Linked DNA regions of Sus scrofa: region 1 is linked to region 2. The links are chromatin contacts, called in public promoter capture Hi-C maps. All regions are on one chromosome and are shown on one strand. Each heading gives the region's core, a stretch centred on a gene start, on an enhancer-like site or on the middle of the called end of the contact. The rest is flanking DNA. Distances are from core to core; before and after follow the strand shown.

Region 1 (6,438 bases), core at 1,650-4,149, 200 kb after region 2:
TGCTCCCACACATGCACAGCCTCCCTATCAAGAGCCCCCACTAGAATGGTACATTTGTTATCATCGATGAACCTATCTTGACAGGTCATTATCACTCAAAGTCTATAGCTTACATTACAGTTCACTCGTGGTGGTGCATGTTCTATGAAGTTGAACAAATTATGTTTTCAAAGTGAAGTAATTCAAATGATGTCATACTTGTGTCCTGGAATATAAGGAGAAATGGTAAGTGTCTATTTTTTTTTTTTTAAAAAAAGCAGATTCCTGAGGAGTTCCTACTGTGGCGAAATGGGACTGGTGGCCTCTCTGCATGCATCAGGACACAGGTTTGATCCCAGTTGGCCAGGTGGGTTAAAGCATTGCTGTAGCTGCAGCACAGGCCACAACTGTGGTTTAGATCTGATCCCTGGCCTGGGAACTCCATATGTTATGGGGTGGCCAAAAAAGAGAAAAAAAAAAAAAAAAAAAGGTTCCTTAAAATATTTCTTTTTTTTTTTTTTTTTTTTTTTTTTGTCTTTTTCCCTTTTCTTGAGCCGCTCTCACAGCATATGGAGGTTCTCAGGCTAGGGGTCTAATCAGAGCTGTAGCCTCCGGCCTGCGCCACAAACACAGCCATGCCAGATCTGAGCCGCATCTGCAACCCACACCACAGCTCACGGCAATGCTGGATCCTTAACCCACTGAGCAAGGTCAGGGATCGAACCTGCAACCTCCTTGTCACTCTTGCCGCTATAAGTCTTGTTAACAGTTTTGAACAGACAAGGGCAGGCCATTTAGTGCCATGAATTAGGGAATATTATGTGAATCGAGAGCTCCATTCCTATCAAAAGAATAAATGCTCAGAGTTCCCATCATGGCACAGTGAAAATGAATCCAACTAGAACCATGAGGTTTCGGGTTCGATCCCTGGCCTTGCTCAGTGGGTTGAGGATCTGGCGTTGCTGTGGCTCTGGCGTAGGCCTGCGGCAACAGCTCCAATTCGACCCCTAGCCTGGGAACCTCCATATGCCATGGGTGCGGCCCTTAAATAAATAAATAAATGCATAAATAAATGCTTATAGAGTGAGGAAGCCTCTGAGATAGCCAGAGTCTTTCCCCCTTAATATCAGTGGGCTCTGCTGCAAGGAGACTAAGAGCCAGGCAAGGAGAGTTTGGGTACTGTCTGCTACTGTATGACAGTCAAGTCACCTGACCCCTCAGGTGTAAAGCCGGAGGCTTGGGCTGGATAATCTAAATTTAGAACCAACATGCTAGGCTTGTGAAAAATGCTGACTCCGTGAAGGTAAAATATTGTCCTGTGTCTACAGATTCAGGCAATTTCAGGCATTTACAAGGCAAAGCAAGGCTTGGATTTGTTGAGATGAGAGCTACTCCACAGATTTCCATTCAAACATGGAAATAAGGCAAATAACATCAACAAAGAAATAGGTCTATTTTATGCAGTATGAAATTCCCTCTTAACTTCCCAAATCACAGTTACATCTTAAGGCAAAAATGGCACTCAAGTGCCACTAGGAGACTTGAAAAAAATGTGTGGTGTTTCTTGGGTACCTTGGCATTATTAGGAAACACCCAAGTGTGTTAATTAATTTTATGCTTATAACAAAAAGAAAAAAGAGTACTGTCTCTATTTTTGAGTTCAGGGAATGGAGGTGTAAGAGATTTTGTGGCTTGCCTAAGTCCCACAGTTAGTGATTGGCAGAGGATTTTTTTTTCTTCCACCTATTTTTGGCTGGCCTGGGGCATATGGAGTTCCCCGGCCAGGTATCAGATCCCAGCCGTAGTTTCAACCTAAGCCACAGCTGTGGCAACACCGTCTCCTGTGCCTGCTTGGCCAGAAATGGAACCTGCGACCCAGCGCTCCCAGGAGGCCAAGGATCCCATATCGCCAGAGTGGGATTTTAAATTTGCCTGTGCATTAAGTACAGGTTTCTGGAACCTCAGGAACCTCTTCTATGGAGCTTTATAAATCAGGAGGTTGTAGTCCACTAACATGAGGCAAGCATGCTGTGCTTTCTCTGGGCTGGGCCCTATGTTGCATGCTATACATGAATTTTCTCAGCCTTCACCAAAACCGTGCAAATTAGGTACTTTTAATAATTGCTTACTTTTTTTTCCTGCTACACCTTTGGCATGTAGAAGCTAGTTCCCGGGCCAGGGATCAAACCTGTAACATCAGGTCGCAAGAATGACAACATTGGACCCTTAACCACTAGGCCACCAGGGAACTCCAGTAATTGTTTACACTTTGTTTTTGTTTGGCCAAGCCTGCGGCATGTGTATGCTCCCGGGCCAGGGATCGAACCCAGGCCACAGCAGTGACCCAAGCAGCGGCCCAAGCTGCTGCAATGACAATGCCGGATCCTTTACCGCTGCGCCACAAGAGAACTCTAGTCGTTTACTCTTTGAAGGACAGCCTCTGCTCTGAGACCAACCCGTGGAGCTGAAGGATTTGATTTGGGCGTTACCTTTGCCAGGCAGATCCCTGCAGCACAGATGGGAGTCTGGGGAAATTTGAGAGAAAAGTGGTGGAGTGTCTTGGTTTTGGGTCCTCTGAAGCAGTGAGGAGCCTCTCTACCTGTAGTCTCTGCACACCACTGTCTCTGAGCTCCCCAAAGCTGTGTGCCACTTTGCGCCCTGAGATTTGTGTGTCTCAATTACCGTGTACGGTTCTCGCTTCCCATTCAGACCCCAGAGCAGGTGGAATCAGTGTTGAGGGCGCAGACTGCAGCGGTCCGAGTCCGGAGCTGCGCACGATGGCAGCGGCTCTGGCCCCCGCGATGCTCGGCCTCGCCAGTCTGCGCGATTTCCGCATCCTCCACTAGCCAGAGGATCCAGGGGAGCAGCTTCGGTCCCCACAGCTCAGCTGACCTGGAGGCGGGGCCGAGAGCCGGGGGCGTGGCCGGGGCCGAGGGCGGGGAGACCTCGAAGCTGGGCCCTTCTGAAGGCACCGTGGCTTCCGCAGCCCTCGACCGCGCGGGGGTTCTTGCCCTGCGGGTGTCTGCGGTGCCAGCCACTGGCATGTGCCTCCGCCTGCTCCTGCTGCTGGCACTGTGCAGTGCGGGCCCCGCTGCCGCAGCGCTCACCCTCAGTTTGCGGGGAAGCTGGAGGATCCGCAGCGGGAACGGCTCCCTGGAGCTGCCCGGGAAGGTTCCCGGTTGCGTGCATAGCGCCCTGTTTCAGCGGAGGCTCATCCAGGTACTATCTGCGTCGCCTGGTTGGGAGCCTGCGCTCGCGTCCCCCTTAGTGCTGAGAAGGGCCCAGAAATGGCCTGGCAGTCCTGAGTACGGGACTCTTCTCCTCGGTTTGGCACTAACTTCCCGTTTGCATCGTGTGGTTTGCAGGGGGAAACGCCGAAGAGGCAAGTGTATCTACAGTTGAAGAGCACAGCTGGGGTCCGGGCTGATTAGAAACTAACCTGTCTGTACAGCAGTAACTCAGGAAAGCGGAGGTTTAGCCCGGGTAAACAGCTCTAACCAGGGTGTTATTGCCATAGTTATCTGCTGAAGGGCGGATAGAAAGGCTATACCGACAAAGCCTAAGGCGGGGGATTATTGTTTCAACTACCTGAACACTGCAGGGGACTATATTCAGCAACGTCTCAGTTTTTCACTTTTGCTGTTAGACGCCAGGGAGACAGATTTGGAATTGACGCAGTGGCACGTAGGTTGAGGAAAAATGAGACCTACAAGTGTAAGGTTAGGGTCGTCAGTGCTAAAGTAAAGGCTAAGTAATTTATTTATTTAGCTTGTTAGGGCCTCACCCGCGGCACGTGGAGGTTCCCAGGCCAGGGGTCCAATCGGAGCCACAACTGCAGGCCTACACCACAGCCACAGCGACGCAGGATCCGAGCAGCGTCTGCGACCCACACCACATCTAACAGCAAGGCCAGGGATCGAACCCGCAACCTCATGGTTCCTAGTCGGATTCGTTTCCGCTGCACCCCAACGGGAACTCCCAAGGCTAAGTAATTTTTAAGGCTGGTTGAGATGTGGAGAAAGATGCTGTTTCCTCTCAGGGCATGTGGTATGATGTGTGTGTCCCAACATTCTTCAGTTTATGTTCTTCTTGTTGAGGTTGTTTTCCTGTTTGGCTGCCTGTGGGCAGAGGTTTGCAAACAGACTGCCACCTTCCACTGTTTTTTGGTTCCAGATGTTGCACTTTTTTTTTTTTAAATCTGTTGCGCATCTGTTACGGCTTTGCCTGGACAAAGTGTGCTTGATAAGTAATTTTGCATGCATCATCCCAATCCTTATAACAGCTCTGTGGAGTAGGTCTTAGCTGCATTTTATGGATGATGTGGCGTTATGGAGCCCAGAAAAGTTCTAAGTGGCAGAAATGGAATTCTAAGCCAGCCTGGTTTGACTCTGAAACCTTCTGTACTGTACTACACTTAACCTTGGTGGTTTGAATAATCCTGTGTTTTTGAAGCACTGCTGTTGACTGTCAAGAATATAATTCAAGGTTTACTTAAATGACACCATGACAGTCAGTCAGGGTTATACAAAATTTCTGATCTGGTACCATTAGTTTTTTTTTTTTTTTTTCCAGGAATGTATGTCAGAAAGGAAGCAAATGTCAATTACACTGCCCATGGCCCAGTTTTTTTTTTTTGAGTGATTATTAAACTGAAGTACTTGAACTGGTTTTAATTAACAAATTACTGATGACATAGACCTTAGTAAGACTTCACTTACACATACTTTGAAAATGCATGTGTTTATTTTACATGGTCTCTCCTTCCCTCATTTTCCTGAGTGAATTAAAGCAGTGGGAAATCATTAGTGGCTGTAGCAAATCAGATTATTGTCTCATGCTATAGGGCTGCATATCAAGAAACATGGTTGGGGAGATCTCACTGTAGCACAGCAGGTTAAGGATCCCGAATTGTCTCTCTGGTAGTGTGGGTTTGATCCCTGGCTGGGTGCAGGGTGTTAAGGATCTGGCATTGCTGCAGCTGTGGTGTAGGTCTCAGCTGCAGCTGGGATTCCATCTCTGGCCCCAGGTACTTCCTTATGCTGTGAGTATGGCCAAGAAGGAAAGAAAGAAAGATAGAAAGATAGAGAAAGAAAGAAGGAAAGAAAGAAAGAAGGAAAGAAAGAAAGAAAGAAAGAAAGAAAGAAACAAAAGAAAGAAACAAAAGAAATAATGTTTTGATTACTAGTTAATTAGTGAATGAGGTGTTACTAGTATGAAATAACTGACTTTTCCTCATGGGAATAATTTACAATGTCTATTAAATCTGTTACAAAATTCTAGGAACAGTTTCGGTTTCAGTAAGGTAGATAAAAGCCTTAAAAGGTAGTGGGATGAGAGAGAGGAGGCTTTTGAGGACTGGGAAACTCTAGGCCTCTTGACGATAATCATCCATATCGTTATTGAGTAATTTGATGTTATTATTCTACCTGCTTTATTATAACATCTCCTTTTGGTGTTGACCTCAGGAAATTCAACAGTTTAGAGCAGACACTGGCCCAGATACCGTGTTTACATGAGAACTTGAAACCTATCTTGCCAAAGCCATTCATTTAGGTATTCATTCACCTAATTATCTCATAAATATTTAGTCAGTACCTCCAATGTGGTGGGTCTTATTCTCGGTGCTTGGAATCAAGTGGTGAAGAAAATAAAGTCTTTGTCCCCGTAGACATTCTAGTGGAAGAAATAGACAGTAAACACATTAATAGACAACATGGTGACAGAAGAAGAATAAAGCAAGTTAAAGCAAGAGAGAGTGAAGGCTGTTTGGGAAAGATTCTGCTTTTAAAAAGCTGGGCAAAGATAGCCAGTTACATAAAGATCTTTTGGTAAGTTCAGTTTTAAGGAGAAGTGCATTTCTAGAAAAAAGAAAAAGAGAAAGCAGTGGGGAGGGAAGGGTAAGGGAGAGGCTTGAGCTAGAATTCCAGGAATAGTGCGCAGGACAGTGTGGTGGTGGCCTGTGATCTGTGGCTGTGGACTGGTGATGACTTCAAAGTAGGCATCTAGGGCAAATCAATCATGGTTTTTAGGCCACAGGGAAACACTTTGGATTTTTTTTTTTTTTTTTGGTCGCCCTGCAGCATATGGAATTCCCAGAGCAGGGATCAGATCTGAGCCACAGTCTTGACCTAACTGGATTCTTTATCCTCGGAGTCAGGCCGGGCATCGAACCTGCATCCCAGAGTGCTCCCAAGATGCCATCGATCCCATTGAGCCACAGCAGGAACTCCAAAACACTTTGGATTTTATTTGGCAATGATGGGTTTTGAGCTTGGAGTTACATGATTAGCTGTATCTTTTCAGAGGGTCATACTAGCTGTCACGTGAAGACTACAGTGCATCAGAGTAGCAGCATCGAGACCAAGTAGGGAATCTTGGCAGGCAAGAGATGATTTCTGACTTGGACCAGGGTGGCAGGACCAAGGTGGCAACAGTGACATTGTGAGAGAGGTTGAGAAC
Region 2 (6,845 bases), core at 997-3,496:
CCTGGCATTTAAAGTTGATAAAGAGAATTAGTGATAGGTTGGACTGTTAAAGTTGGCACTTAAATCATACCAAATAGATCACTGGCCAAAGTTCTACTTTTATTGAAATTATTTCAGAAGTACAGAACCATTTATATAGAAAATATTTTGGGGGGAGTTCCCGTCGTGGCACAGTGGTTAACGAATACGACTAGGAACCATGAGGTTGCGGGTTTGGTCCCTGGCCTCGCTCAGTGGGTTAAGGATCCGGCGTTGCCGTGAGCTGTGGTGTAGGTTGCAGATGCGGCTCGGATCCCGCGTTGCTGTGGCTCTGGCATAGGCTGGCAGCTACAGCTCCGATTCGACCCCTAGCCTGGGAATCTCCACATGGCGTAGGAGTGGCCCAAGAAATAGCTAAAAAAGATTAAAAAAAAAAAAAAGAAAAAGAAAATATTTTTGAATCTACTTTCATATCACTTGGTGAAAACTGCTCTCATGAAAAGGTTCTCTTTGCTCCTCAAAAGTTTTTGCTTTTAATGGCATTTACAAATATTACCAATTTAATTATTTTAACTTATTTTTTATTTTTTTTTTACCAGAAAAGAGGCTTTGGATGTTTCTCTAGATGTTTTTCAAGTGATTATTATTACATTTGCACCATATTGTCTTTAAATCAGTGGACATTATTTTTAAATGTTTCAGAACACCATATTTCTGTATGAATGTTCTATATGAATAATTTAGTCCTGTTTAACAAATGGAAATTGCTTCATGCCATTTTGGGAGCAAGTAATAGCACATGTTTCAGTTGACTACTCTAAATTAAATATGGCCCAAGCCCTCTGACCTGGTCAGAATTCCAAAACTCATGTTTGTTAATGTGCCCTCCATTTTCCTTAAAAGGAAAGGATTTGACCTCCAGCACTGTATTGCATATGGGGCACAGAGCAGAGCCCTGGAGGCCGTCAGACTCCTCTCAAAGGTCCTTCTTCCCAGTATCCTTGGGGATCTACTTGTTTTTTCCTTACCTACCATGAGAACAAAGCATTTCCTTAACCCTGTAATCACAAAAAACTGTGAGCTTTCCTAAAACAAGAGAGAAAATGACTCAGTCCTTTCTGAGCTGTCTACACCATGCTGAAGGTAGGAGGAGGTTACAGTAAAAAAGAATCTCTTGGAGTTCCCTTCGTGGCGCAGTGGTTAATGAATCCGACTAGGAACCATGAGGTTGCGGGTTCGGTCCCTGCCCTTGCTCAATGGGTTAACGATCCGGCATTGCTGTGAGCTGTGGTGTAGGTCGCAGACGCGGCTCGGATCCTGTGTTGCTGTGGCTCTGGCGTAGGCCAGTGGCTACAGCTCCAATTTGACCCCTAGCCTGGGAACCTCTATATGCCGCGGGAGCGCCCCAAGGAAATAGCAAAAAAAAAAAAGACCAAAAAAAATAATAATAAATAAAATTAAATTAAATTAAATTAAAAAAAAGAATCTCTTATTCAGTCACCCAAGAAAGAGTTGTAATTTGAGTCATATCTTAAATGATAAATAAGGAGAAAAGGAGCACTCCCGCTCCCGATAGAATGACTTTAGAAAAAACATGAAGGCAAGGAGGAATACAGTGTGTGCAGGAGAAGAGGTTGTTTGGAGTATCAGGAGAAAAAAATAGAAAAGGTCAGTTTGACTTTCTAAGTTTGGACTTTCTCCAATAACAGTTGTTTTCATCTGTTTTAGCAAGCTTGGGGATTCCATTAGAGGAAACTTGAAGACCACCTATGGGAATGAGAACCCAAAGCTTCTGGGACCATCTTTAAAAGAGCAACTCTGCTTTCCTTTGTTTCATATGAAAGGTTCCACCTAAGATTTCGTGCGAGGGAAAAAAAAAAAAAGGTTTATAGTGATAACAGGATATTGAGTGTTTACTTTGTATCAAGTCCTGTTCCAGACACTTGCCACGCATCAGTTCTTTTAGTCTCACAACACCACCACATCCTTTACAGATAAGAAAACCGAAGCTTGGGTAGATTATGTGGTCCCATAGCTATAAAGTGGCAGTGCTAAACTTTAACTCAGTCGTGACCCCAAACGCCAAGCTCTGTTAAGACTGCATTAATTTTGTTTTGATTTGTCTTTTTGCTTATTAGGGCCACACCTGTGGCATATGGAAGTTCCCAGGCTAGGGCTTGAATCAGCAGGCCTATGCCACAGCCACAGCACCATGGACCCCGAAAGCCACGTCTGCGACCTACACCACAGCTCACAGCAACACCAGATGTTAACCCACTATGGGAGGCCAGGGATCCAACCAGCATCCCCATGGATACTAGCCCTGTTGGTAACCTGCTGAGCCACACCTGGGAATTCCCAAGACTGCACTAAATTTAAGACGATTTAAGGAGCAACATGACGTGAGTTTTGACGTTACAGGGGTCGACTGTATCCCTGGACTCCTACAACAATATTGGTCTACAGTTGATCAATATTCAGAAGAGATACGGAAAGAAAAGGGCTGAAGAGACTGAAAACAACACCAGGCGGACCCAGTGAACCATAGTGCCCTCTAGCTTCCCAGATGGGGGCGGACCACGACCAATTAAACGCGTCAGCCCCGCCCCTCCAGCTCCGCCCCGTTGCTATTAGCCCCGCCCCTCGCCCGGCCACGCCCCTCTCCCGGCCCCGCCCAGACGCCGGCGTCCGAGCTGCCCACCGCGCGCTCCGAGGTCCGGCGGCGTTTGCTCCAGAGCTGCTCGAGATTTTCGCGGCGGTTGCTGGGCGTAAGGGCCGCGCCCGGGGTCGTGGAGGATGCCGAAGGAGTGGTAGGTATGGCCCAGTTTTCTGTACTCTCACCTTGGGCCCAAGTCCCGCAGCCTTTTCCTCCGTTAGTTCAGAGGCGCGTCCATCTGCCCCTTTACCCGGCGCTGGGGAACCAGCCACAGATCTTTTTCTCCCTCTCCCTGACTGGGTTCTCTCCTCCCTCACCCCACATCTCTCTTCTTTAGTCTCTCCCTTCCTCCTCCGTTTCTTTCTCTCATTTTCCCGGCATTCGCAAGGAAGAAGGAAGAGGTCAGAAAAGACTGAGTGAAAAGTTAGTTTTATTAACCGCAGACATTCACCGGTGCCGATATTAACCGGTAAATATCTACACATGAAACTTCGTGAGCTCCGGTGGTTGGAGATGGGTTCCAGGATTGATCCTGGGAAGGCTCACCTGCCTCCTCACAGGGCTCTCGCCTCGCCTATTTCTTTCAGCTTTATCACGGTGGACAAGCGCTTTAGATTGGTGCTTTCGAAGGGTCGAGGACAGTTGTACAGGTACCATGTGTCAGGCTTATCATTCAGGAGCCCTTATAAGAGTTGTACAGGCCCAAACCTGGTCACTGACGCCGCTCGGTGTGTGTCCTATAGTCGATGAAAAATCAGATGGGGTATTGGAGGGGGATGATTGGCTTGGGTGGCACCAAAAGAGGTCACACCCCACTCCCTAACGTTAATAGGGATCAGTGGTATTGTTATTTGTGCAACGGAGGTGTGGGAAATTAACACCTATTACTATCACAGATAAAGAATTCGTGCACCCGACTTTTTAGTCACCATGTGACTACAGAAAGGGTATTCCTATTTATTACCTCCCTTGAGTACTAGAATTTATTATACTGTTGACTTTTGTCAGTTGACTCTCTTAAGCTCCTGCCCAGTACCAGACAAAAGGAAAGAGGCAGGAGCAGTAATAGCAATTTATAAAGTAACATTTTTATAGCACTTCCCATTTTGTATATTTTCATATCGTCTTGTTTATACACCCTGTAAGATCGAGTTGGTTAACAGAACACCATTTTACTGACGAGGGAACTAAACACTGATATTGAGCAGTGGCTGGAAGATAGTACAATATAAGTTCAGAAAATATTTATTGAAAGAATAAATGGATGAGAATTTAAGGAGCCATGCCTTATTCGCTTTTGTATTGTCTATACTCAGAACTAAGTCGAGCAATAGTAAGCCCACAGCTGTGAGTTGGAGACGGTGAGTGGCTTGGTCAGGGACAGGAACTCATCAAGTATTTTTAGGGAATCTGCTGTTTTGCCAGGCATTGTGAATGCAGTGGTTAAAATAGACGGGCAAAATCCCTGTTCTCATGGAGCTTAAGTTGTAGCAAAGACAGAAAATAAACAGGTAAACGATATATGAACAAGGAGATTTTGGATAGTGGTGAGTGCAGTGAAGACGTAAAACAGTATGAAGTGAGAGGAACTGAGGGAGGGGTTACTTTAGATTGATTAGGGAATGCCTCTCCGAAGAGCTGACATTTCTGCTGAGACCCCAGTGATATAAAAAAGCCAACCATGGAAATATTTGGGATCAAAGCATTGCAGGTAAAGGAAACTTCTGTTGTAAAAGCCCAAGAGAGGAAAGAACTTGATTTTTTAAAAGACCATCAAAAACACCATCACTGGAATGCAGAGAAAGTGGTATAAGATGAGTTTGGAGAGATAGGTAGGGGCCAAAGCATGTTGGGCTTTGAATCTACTGTGGAGATCTACCCATGGGATAAGTTTGGAATTTATTTAAAGTGTGATGAGAAGCCAGTAGGAAGTGTTTTGGAAGGGAGTAATATAATTTGATTTATTGTAAAAAGGTTCATTCCACGTGTTATGTGGTGAATGGGTTAAAAGGGGTGGAAAGCAAGATTAGTAGCAGAAGACACTTGGAGGAATCCAGGAAAGAATGACCACAATTTTGGCTGCAGTGATGTAAACATGGATGGATGTGATATATATTTGGTGGCAGGCCCTAGCAACTTGGAGATGTTTTAAATATAGGGGTGAGAAAAAGAGAGAAGCTCCTAGGTTTTTGTCTTAGCTTTAGTGGATGGTTGTGCCATTTACTGAATGGAAAAGACTAGATAAGAAATGTATAGAGGGGGGAGTATTTTTTTTTTTGTTCACCTTAAGTTTGATATGCTTATTAAAATCTACAATAGGAGTACCCCATCGTGGCTCAGTGGTTAACGAATCTGACTAGGAGCCATAGGGTTGCGGGTTCGATCCCGGGCCTTGCTCAGAGGGTTAAGGATCTGTCATTGCCATGACCTGTGGTGTAGGTCTCAAGACGCTGCTCGGATCCCGTGTTGCTGTGACTGTGGCGTAGGCCAGTGGCTACAGCTCGGAATTCGACCCAAAGCCTGGGAACCTCCATATGCTGCAGGCGCTGCCCTAAGAAGACCAAATAAATAAATTAATTAAAATAAAATAAAATCTAAAATAAGTTCTGAGTCTTTAGTTCTGTATGCAGGACCAAAGATTCAAAGTTGAGAGGCATCAGCACGTAGAAAAAACTACCTGGGGAAAGTATGTTCATAGAGCACATTTCAATGATCAGAGGTGAAGAAGCAAGCAGAGGAGACAGAGGAGTAGCTAGTGAAGTAGGAAGAAAACAGGAAAAGTATGGTGACTTAAAAAGCCAAGACAGCAGGAGTTTCTGTTTTGGCTTGGCCAGTTAAAGATCCAACTTTGGGTTGAGGGCCTCACACTGTGAAGAATGAGTTCGATCCCTGGCCTCACTCAGTGGGTTAAGGATCTGGTGTTGTCACAAGCTGCAGTGTGGGCCGCAGATGTGGCTGGGATCTGGTGTTACTGTGGCTGTGGCATAGGTTGGCAGCTGCAGCTCCAATTTGACCCTGAGCCTGGGAACTTACATATGCTGCAGATGCAGCCATAAAAAGAAAAAACAAAAACCAAGACACAAAGCATGGCCACTGGTACTGAAACATACTGAGAGGTGAGGTGAAATAAATCTTATCATCAGATTTTAGCAACAGATGGTAATTATGTGCCTTGACAAGCACAGTGAAGAATAAATGTGATGTGAAGAAGTGAATATAGCACAGCAGACATCTCAAGATGTTTCACTTCAACTGAGAAATGGACTTAATAGAAAAACATGTGAGGTCAAAGTACAATTCTTAAAGATGAGGGTGCTTAAGTATGTTTTTAGGCTAATGGGAGAATGATCCAGTATAGAGGGAGGAAATACAGTATTTGAGATAAAATGTATATTTTAGGAGTGTTGTCTTTGAGAAAATGAGGGGATAAGGTCCAGGAAATATGTAGAAATGTTGGCTTAGAAACATGAACATAAAATGTATAGGAATGAGAAGAAAGGTGGCCAGTATAGGTATAGAGATGCAGATACATGGGTAGATTTGGTGATCAGAAGATGAGTTTCTGCCTCATACTCTTTTTTTTTTTTAATGAGTGTAACAATAGTATGAGGCAAGATCAATAAAAGAGAAGAAGAATCTTTGGATAAGAGGTTTAAGAGGTGAAGAGAAGATATAGAATAGTCATTTTGAACATAGGCAGTCATATTTGTCTTTGTTCAGGCTGCTATAACAAAAAAATACCATAGTTTGGGTGTTTTGTAAACAACAGAATTTTTTTTTTTCCTCACAGTTCTTGAGGCTAGGAAGTCCAAAATCAAGGTGTCAGCAGAGTCAGCATCTGTGAGTCGAAATCCTGGTTCATAGATGGCTGAAAGAGGCAGGGGAGCCCTCCAGGTCTCTTTGATAAGGGCACCACTCCCATTCATGAGTACCCTGCCTTCCTGGGCTAATCACCTACAAAATGCCCGTCTCCTAATCCATCACATTGAGGTTAGGATTTGAACATATACATTTTGAGGAGATACAAACATTCTAGTATTGCTATACTAGAGAAGCACAGTGGCATAGCTAGCCAGAAGTGAGTGGCCATATATTTGTGACAGGGTGGCTGAGATTGGATGGGAAAAAGATCATAGGAGCCAGGGAAATCAAGGAAGTGAAAGACTGACATGGTGGGTAGGTAGACAACCTGGGTATTAGTGCTTAAGTT

Evidence for each region. Promoter capture Hi-C pulls out the DNA fragments that hold promoters and counts their contacts.
Region 1: a promoter capture Hi-C map of fetal liver shows a contact between it and region 2, with 4 times the contacts expected there. The contact joins the promoter of MANBA here to the promoter of SLC9B1 in region 2. A contact is called at or near these places in 2 of 5 promoter capture datasets (fetal liver and liver), 4 of 47 Hi-C or Micro-C datasets (embryonic fibroblasts, heart right ventricle, retroperitoneal adipose tissue and 1 more) and 1 of 2 datasets of contacts at active chromatin or transcription factors (alveolar macrophages).

Annotation. Positions count from the first base shown.
Region 1 is chr8:118,248,223-118,254,660 of Sscrofa11.1, forward strand. It overlaps MANBA (beta-mannosidase), which reads left to right and starts at 2,900. Exons shown (of 18, transcript XM_003129294.6): 1 at 2,900-3,198. The coding sequence starts at 3,022.
Region 2 is chr8:118,049,845-118,056,689 of Sscrofa11.1, forward strand. SLC9B1 (sodium/hydrogen exchanger 9B1) reads left to right here and starts at 2,247. Exons shown (of 13, transcript XM_013989374.2): 1 at 2,247-2,789.